2 separate regions of the Ostrinia nubilalis genome follow, and region 1 is linked to region 2. A link is a contact called in public Hi-C data. All regions are on one chromosome and are shown on one strand. The core of a region is the stretch at or near the end of the contact, and the rest is flanking DNA. Distances in the headings are between cores, read along the strand shown. Region 1 holds the start of LOC135075161 (glucocorticoid-induced transcript 1 protein-like). Region 2 holds the start of LOC135075172 (AP-2 complex subunit alpha).

Evidence for each region. Hi-C and Micro-C count contacts between places; a contact is called where the count stands out from the background.
Region 1: a Hi-C map of whole body shows a contact between it and region 2, with 4 times the contacts expected there. The contact joins the promoter of LOC135075161 here to the promoter of LOC135075172 in region 2. A contact is called at or near these places in 3 of 5 Hi-C or Micro-C datasets (all in whole body).

The regions. Positions count from the first base shown.
Region 1 is chr10:9,851,699-9,855,453 of ilOstNubi1.1, reverse strand. It overlaps LOC135075161 (glucocorticoid-induced transcript 1 protein-like), which reads left to right and starts at 1,483. Exons shown (of 8, transcript XM_063969512.1): 1 at 1,483-1,600; 2 at 1,936-2,220; 3 at 2,580-2,707; 4 at 2,988-3,135; 5 at 3,573-3,712. The coding sequence starts at 2,004. It overlaps LOC135075163 (ubiquitin conjugation factor E4 A), which reads left to right. Exons shown (of 16, transcript XM_063969514.1): 16 at 84-832. The coding sequence ends at 234.
Region 2 is chr10:9,684,458-9,688,491 of ilOstNubi1.1, reverse strand. LOC135075172 (AP-2 complex subunit alpha) reads right to left here and starts at 2,404. Exons shown (of 1, transcript XM_063969530.1): 1 at 1-2,404. The coding sequence starts at 2,180. It overlaps LOC135075157 (protein phosphatase PTC7 homolog), which reads left to right and starts at 2,923. Exons shown (of 5, transcript XM_063969507.1): 1 at 2,923-3,375. The coding sequence starts at 3,147.

The DNA of each region.
Region 1 (3,755 bases), core at 234-2,733, 170 kb before region 2:
TGATTTTAGATTACAAAAAAATTACTTCAATAACCAATATAAGTAAATAATTATTTAAATCGTAAACTGTGCTTTTATTCCAGACATCTTCTCAGCGACCAGTCGGATCCCTTCAACCGTTCTCCGCTGTCCATGGACCAAGTGAAATCCAACACAGAACTAAAAGAAAAAATTCAAGCATGGATCGCAGAACAAAAGCAAAAAATTGCTCAAGCTGAAACCAGTAATGGATAAGCAAGCTGTACAAGACTATAATATATCTAAGTACTAGGCAAGCTAGTATGGATATAGATATATTGTGTAGTGTAGATTTCATACAGAGCGTGGTGGCTCTTTTATGCGTAGAGCACTCTTTGATGCATGATGAATGTAATGGGTTTATGGTGCCGAATCATTTTTACGACAAAGGCAACAACTTAGTGTGGATTTTGTATCTAATAAAACTTTTAGATTTAGTATATCACACCTATAAACAATAGTTCCACTTTTATACATATAAATAAATCTAAGAAATGTGATCACTTATTTGCTTCCTTTTTGTGATGTATAATTTGATATTTATAAATTTCAACCTTCATTTTATACTAAAAGTGTTAAGATACCTGTGGATTCTTTTAGTATCTTGATACACACATCTAGTACCTACCCATTAAGAGTGGAGAGATATATTTTATTTGTTTGCATTCCTGAGATAATAAAAATTATTAGTGCTTGGTGCAATTTGTTTAAATATTTTGCATTGTGAATTTGTGATATTTCATTTATAATTTATCTTGCAAGAAACATAGATTGTAATAATTATTGATAAATAATAAATATGACAAAATCAAAACACGTTTTTTATTTGAAACAACTTGATAAAGATTAGCAGAAGACTTGAGAGTACGCGGTTAAGAATACGATAAATCCATCACCCTGTTAAATAAATAGTACAGCCCCCCTAGACAAAACGCACTTTTTGATCGAATCGAAAATCGAATCCGTCAAATTCCATACAAAAAAGGGGCTTTTCGACCACTTTTCGACTGGTTTGCGATTATAATGGCACTTTGTCTAGACCCACTCATGTAATGTGGATGATTTGCGATTCTGAAGTTGTCAGAAAGTTGAGATGCGAGATCATACATGCAATGAGCTTAGTTAAACTAGAATCTCGTGTCGACTCCCCCACCACCAGAGGCATTCATCAGCCTCGCAGTTTTTATCGACAAACAAAATTTCGAAGGTAATGATCGTGAAACAATTAGATTTTTTACATATTATTTCAAACAGAAGGTTTCAAGGCGCCTTAAATTATTTCTTCATGTTGGCACAGTACTCTGTGTGATGGCCATAGTGATGATCTTACTTTCTTTGTTCTGAGCTCATTTATTCGATTTAAAGCTCAGTAATCCAGCATCCTAAAAAGTAATAAGACCCATAGATAAAATTTTTTTTGTACTGATAACACTGATTGGTGTCTACTATTTGCCATAGACTAACTTGACATGGCGGAGTAATCAGCTGTTAATTGCAATGCCAACGAATTATTGTACATTGTTTCGATTATCGTCATTAGTTCAATGATTTCCTCATGTTTTCTTTAATTTCACATCAATTGGTTTGTTCATTCATTAGATAGTTGCCGATAATAAGTTTAAAATTTTATGAGAAGAGGAATGGCGCGATGTTCTTGTCATCTGTCAGCTTCATTCATCCATTGTGCAGAAAAAATGTGACTTGTGCGCTTTGTAATGCTGTTTTTATGTAATAATTATTATACGGACGTTTAATGTAACTCTTATATTATTTCTGAATTATTTACTGAGTAGTCTATTACAGTATCGCATAATAATAACTTTCGTACTTACTTTTTGATCATTGTTTATCGGTACCTAAAAATCTACAAAGAATCTGTGCGGCGTCGGTAAGCAACCTTGGTTATTTACTGTGCAGTGTGTCGAATGTGAGTGTTGGTGGTGCATCGGCGCTTTGTTACATCTTGGTGATCCGGAGAATTGAAAATGTCGGGTCGCGTCCGTAAACAGTCGGACTGTCCCGTGGGGAAACAAGGGCCGATGAGGGCCACCTTACCGGTTTCGTCGGTGATGAAACAGAGCGGTGGTCTGAAGAAGAACGCCGGCAACAGTCCGACGCTGTCCCCTACGAACGTGTGGCGGCGGATATCTCCGGATCACGCCCTCTCGGGCCAAAGGAGCCCCGGCGCCGTCAATTACAAAGGTACGCTTTTTTGTTTACTTTAATTCTGTGATTTCGAATATTTTTTTCTAATTAGAAACCAATTTGAATTTGATACTCTTAAAAAATTTCTTTGTAGCTCAATTTTATTCATTCATGTTAATTTTCAAGGTCAACAGCAATGTAAACTCTTACAAAGTCAAAAGTAATGTAAATTATTATTATAATTTATTTTTATTATATCTAATGAAATTATTACAATTTTTAACTGATTACAATGGATTACTTTAGAGAGTTGTAAAATAATGAATGAAAATAGTGTAATGAAACATTGGTTGAAGTCAATATCTATAATATGTATCTATTCCTAAAATTAATCTAGGATTTGTATTAAATTGTAGGAAAAGGCAGATTTGGTGCCAGTGTGATCAGACGCACAGCCTCCCTGGACACCTTGTACCACAAAGGACAATGGTCTAGGGACTACTACTTGCATGCTGGCCATCTACAAGTGGACAAATCTACTCAGGTATACATAAATTAAAGTATTTATTGTGCCATTCAAAAGTATATGTAAAAGATACATAAAATGTATTCATGTCCATTTAAATCTAAACATAGCCATTGATGTAAACAAACCATTTATCTGTTTCATACTGTAATTGCCGCATTACAATTTGAATAATGTTGTTTTGCAATCCAGTGCAAGGAAATGGCTCTCGAAAATAAATTTTATTACAAAATTATACACCCGCATACATTCTTAGTCTGTATACATGCATTACAAAGATGTTTTTTGTTCCTACTAGACTGACGAAGGCGGTGGAGCTTCAGGTCGATCTTCTAGAGGCTCTGAAGATGACAAACTAGACCGCTTCTTACGGAGTCGTCTGCAGAGGCCACACAAACCTACTGCTTCTGGAGATTACTCTTCACATGCTATGAGCCCCGGTTTCTGTGAGTATTGCTTGCAATATGATTTATAAGTAATTTTTATTCTCTTTGAAGAATATAATTTATTTTGCGAAGTAAATCAGTGAACATAATATGTTTTCTGTAATTTGTAATATAATTTCCAAATTATTTTCATACTCTTTGGAGCATTCTCATTATTTTTGAGTAAAAACTAAATTAATTTCATTCTCCTTTGTAGGTATATCTAAATTATATTACAAACTTAGCTAACTATTTTTGAATAGCTAGCTAAGTTTGAACTATAGTTAATTAGACATCCAAGTACATAATACAGTAGAAAATAGAAAAGACATGTACTCACGGCTTGACATTTCGTCTGCTGTGGTCACAAGCAGACTTTAAAATCTTATATTCAAACAGTTCCTCTTTTCTCAGTTGTCAAAAACGTGTTCTAATTATCATTGTCTTTGTATGCTCAGGGTCCCGCTTTGGCAGCGGGAGCGTGCCGTTACGGGCGGCGCGGTCATCGGTCGAGGGCCTCAACCAAGAGATCGAGAAACTTGTGCTCTACCCTGCGTGTGGCACTCAAACACCACACCTTGACCGGTTGAGAGACAAGGTATTTGCCTATTCCGAAGGAAGCTTTTATAGCAGTAATATTT
Region 2 (4,034 bases), core at 1,155-3,654:
AGATTTTGTCTGAACTCACTTTTGACTCCTATTTGTATAATGTCATTCTCAAAGAGTACTCCATTGTTTTTGAATAAGAATTTTTTGATATTATTTTGCTGCACAGTATTTGGACTTATTTTGGGAGTGGTATACAAATCACCAAGAACATCCAGCAGCCCATTACCAGCTGAAGGAGCAGTTGTACCAGGAGGTGTAGATAATCCCAGAAGATCAGCACTCGAGTTATTAGTATTATTTGTGGAATTCACAATTGGAGCTGGCATGGCATTTGGTTGTGGACTCTTAGATTCTCTTACATCATCTGGAATACGTCCTGGCTTTTTCTTTTTCAAAACTGCAAGAATGGATGATTCCCTTTCTGGGAATGCTGGCATTTCTTCCAGTACTGTGGCTAAAACATCTGAGCTTGCTACAATACTAAGTTGCAAATATTCTGATGCTCTCTGTTGTAGCTCAACATCTGCTGAACGCAAGTTGGAATCAGCACGGAATACTTCTTGCACACGATTTTTAATCTCTGGGAAAAGATTTACCAGTTTTATGTATGTTGATAACAAAAGTGCGCGTGTCGCTGCGGAACACAAATGATATTTAGAGTGTAAAAGCTCAAACTGAACTTGAGGGGAAGATCTTGTATCACCAGCAATTAGATTACCAAATTCGCCCAGAATGTATCCACCCACTTTAACCATATTTTCGTGGCATGTTGGAGCTTGCAAAGCCTCAAAAACAGTTTTGGCAGCATACCCTTGAACCTCCTCTCTGTTAATCACAATTTGAATGACTCTGTACCAAACTTCTTCTGAAACATAATCTCCAGCAATTCTAATGAGATTGAGAATCACATCTACATACCATGTGAAATCTGTAGCATACTTTTCTGCTAATATTGCCACCTTCAAAACCATTTCTTCCCTAATAGAGTAGTCAGCTGTTTCTAAGTAAGCTAACATTTCTTGAACAATTTCTTCTGCATTTGTTTTGTCACACATTGCATACAACAAGTCTACAGCTTGCTGTCTCACTGATACATCTTTTTCCATTTTCATTGACAGTATAACAACTTCTTGATGCTTTTTGACAGCTTCATGAGAAAATTCTGATGTAGCAAGATGGCACATTGACTCAAGGGCCAAGTATCTCAAGTTGGTTTCCCGGTTGCTTAAGAACTGACCCAACTGGTTACAAGCACGCACCAGTAAGTTAGGTTCACTGTCATTGTGAATAATAAGACTTATTGCTTCAAATAGAACAGCATTTTTAGCATTTGAATGTTGAACTTTCTTTGACTTGGGAGGTTCTTGAGCTTTGTTGAATATGGTCTCCAAACATTCAGATAGGCGGCCTCTTACACCAGGTTCCTCGGAGGGAGGTGTATAGTTTTGGAGAAGTCTTAACAACTTCACAGAAAGCCATGGTGCTGGTACAAAGTAATATGTATAATCCTGGAGGTCTGTGTAGCTAGCTGTAACAATGCGGCTCAGCCTTGCCACTGCAAGTGTGACACATCCTTTGTACTCTTCAGGATTTTTCTTGACAAGTGCATCTATCAGAGATGTAGCAGCAGTAACCACACCCATGTGTGGATCATTCAAAAGATGTATAATTCTTGATGTCCACTCACCTCCAGGTATTATTTCAGGAGACTTACGAAACAATCTGAGGAGGCAAAGTGCAGCAGATTGCTTGACAACATCCATAGTGTCCCCAGACACAAGTAGTTTGGGAATCTCAGTGCCGAAAGCTTCAGCCATATCTTTACTACCGATGTTTGCGATACACTGCAAGGCCAGGTTGACATGGATGGGATTACGGGACTGCAAATCATTCTTGATACTTTGAATGATGAGCTTAATCAGGTCACTGTTAGTATTCACAAGAACAGATATGAATAGATACCCAATCTGTTTCTCTGAGTATTTGTTGGAGGAAAGCAAGTTCACAGCTTCCATATGCCCGAAGTCGATGTCATGGCCCAGGAGAAAGATAAACAGGAGCTTGCAGACATACTTTTTCTTTTGATATCCATCAAGTGTTTTGTCGCCTTTAAACTTGCTTCGAATATTAGCCAATTCCTTGTTGATCCTCTTAATTTCTGCTTCTTTACTTTTACAGTTCCGTATATCAGATATGAAGACTGCGAGTCCTCGCATTCCATCGCCCCTAACGGCAGGCATATTGCCAAGTGACTTATCGAACACCAGTTTTATGCCTTTTCTTTACTCTTCCAACGAAAAAATCCACTACCAAGTGACCGGCACCAATGTAGGGGGTGTAATTTCCGTAATTGCACTTCGACTTCCAACTAATCAATCAGCCGCCGTCATTAAATTGTAAGTACCACAAAACGAAGATGAGCTTTGTTCTACAACGCCTTCCATTACCATAGATTTGTGAAAACTGAAACGTCAGTCAGAAAGACAGGCACTTCTCCAATAAATTGTTTATGGATCAATATCATAATGCTTGGGCCACATCTGCGAAAATCGAATTTCGATTTCGAAGAAGTCAGTGTCGACGAAACCACAAAACCAAAATTATGCCAAAATAGTTAGCTCGTGAATATGTTAGCTGAAAGCAGAAACTGAAGGGACGATGATGAAGATATATTTGTAAGCATTTTTAAAGTTGTTGTTACTTCGAGCGGATCTCTACTAGAAAGAAAGAAAAATATTGATTAAGTACCAAAAATTAAACAATTGGTATTAATTACTAATTAAACCGTAGTTAAATAAACGACGATTCTTTACATTTCGTAGGCTATTTGAATTTTGATTACCATTAGCACTTGTGTTCTTTGATAAATGAGCTAAAGAGCTAATCATAACCGTGGCATTATAAAGTAATTGTGTAGCAATGCCTTTATTATTGACAGCTCAATTGACGTTACTAGCTCTATAGTCTCTGGTTGCCATTATTCTCTAGTTTATGGTTGCTCGCACGGTCACAAGACGTAAGATCCAAAGATCATGGGAATTGTATTGTAAAATACGTCTTTCTTTACCAATTATTCTGTGGTGGTCTCTTGTAAATGGTGTTGGTGCAGTGATCAGTTTTAGTTATAGTATGTTTCTGACTATGGTGTTATTTGTATCGGTTGTTCATTGGTGAATGGCTGGTGGTAAAGTCCAAACAACTAATGAATGATGCAGTCTATTTTCTGGACAGGCAGAGTGGTATCACGTGTTATTAGAAACGGACTTCTGAGTTTCTCGAGTGCTACTGAATTAAATGTTTCAAATAAGAAATATCCGTATTTAGTTTCGGTAGTATGTGGCTTTCCCAAAGACATTGCTAATGGAAGAACACATAAAGGTCAATTCGGAGACGACGCATGGTTTTCCACTCATTTCAATAATGCGGATGTTATTGGTAAGTAAAAAGCTTTTCAAACCTATAGTTTATGTTTGGGCTTAATTTGATCATTTATTATTATTATTCCTGAATTTGTTGTTGATGTATTGTGATAATATGGTCTGCCTTGGTAACTTGTCATTGTTTCAATTTTAGCAAAGTATGTTTTTCCAGTCTTTTATTTCAGTCAAATGTAGCCTTGTTTATGTATCAGAATTATGTTTAAAGCAATAATAGCAATTAAATTGTTTTTGTGCAGAATTTGGATATTTTTTATTCAAAATCACAAGACTGTCTAACCAGTTAGAAACTTATAAAATGTCTTTTTTTCTCTTATTTGTCGTGAAAGCCATAAACATTCTTATTAGAATGACAATTTAGCATTGTTTTTATATAAACTTTAAATATAATTTGTTCGCCTTTAAATAGTAAATTTGGTAAACAAGCAGTAGACCCAGAATGTATTCATTCATGTTATTGCATTTAAAATTAAGAGCACACCCTGTATACATTTATTACCACCATTCTTTTGAAAGGAATTAAATTATAGAAAGTATTATTTATTTAGGAAACTCAAATATGAAAGAAACTGGTAACAAATAGAAACAAAAATGATTAAAATTGAAAGAAAATTAACATTTCGGTTTTGTCATTGAAATGGTGTACCTATTACTTTT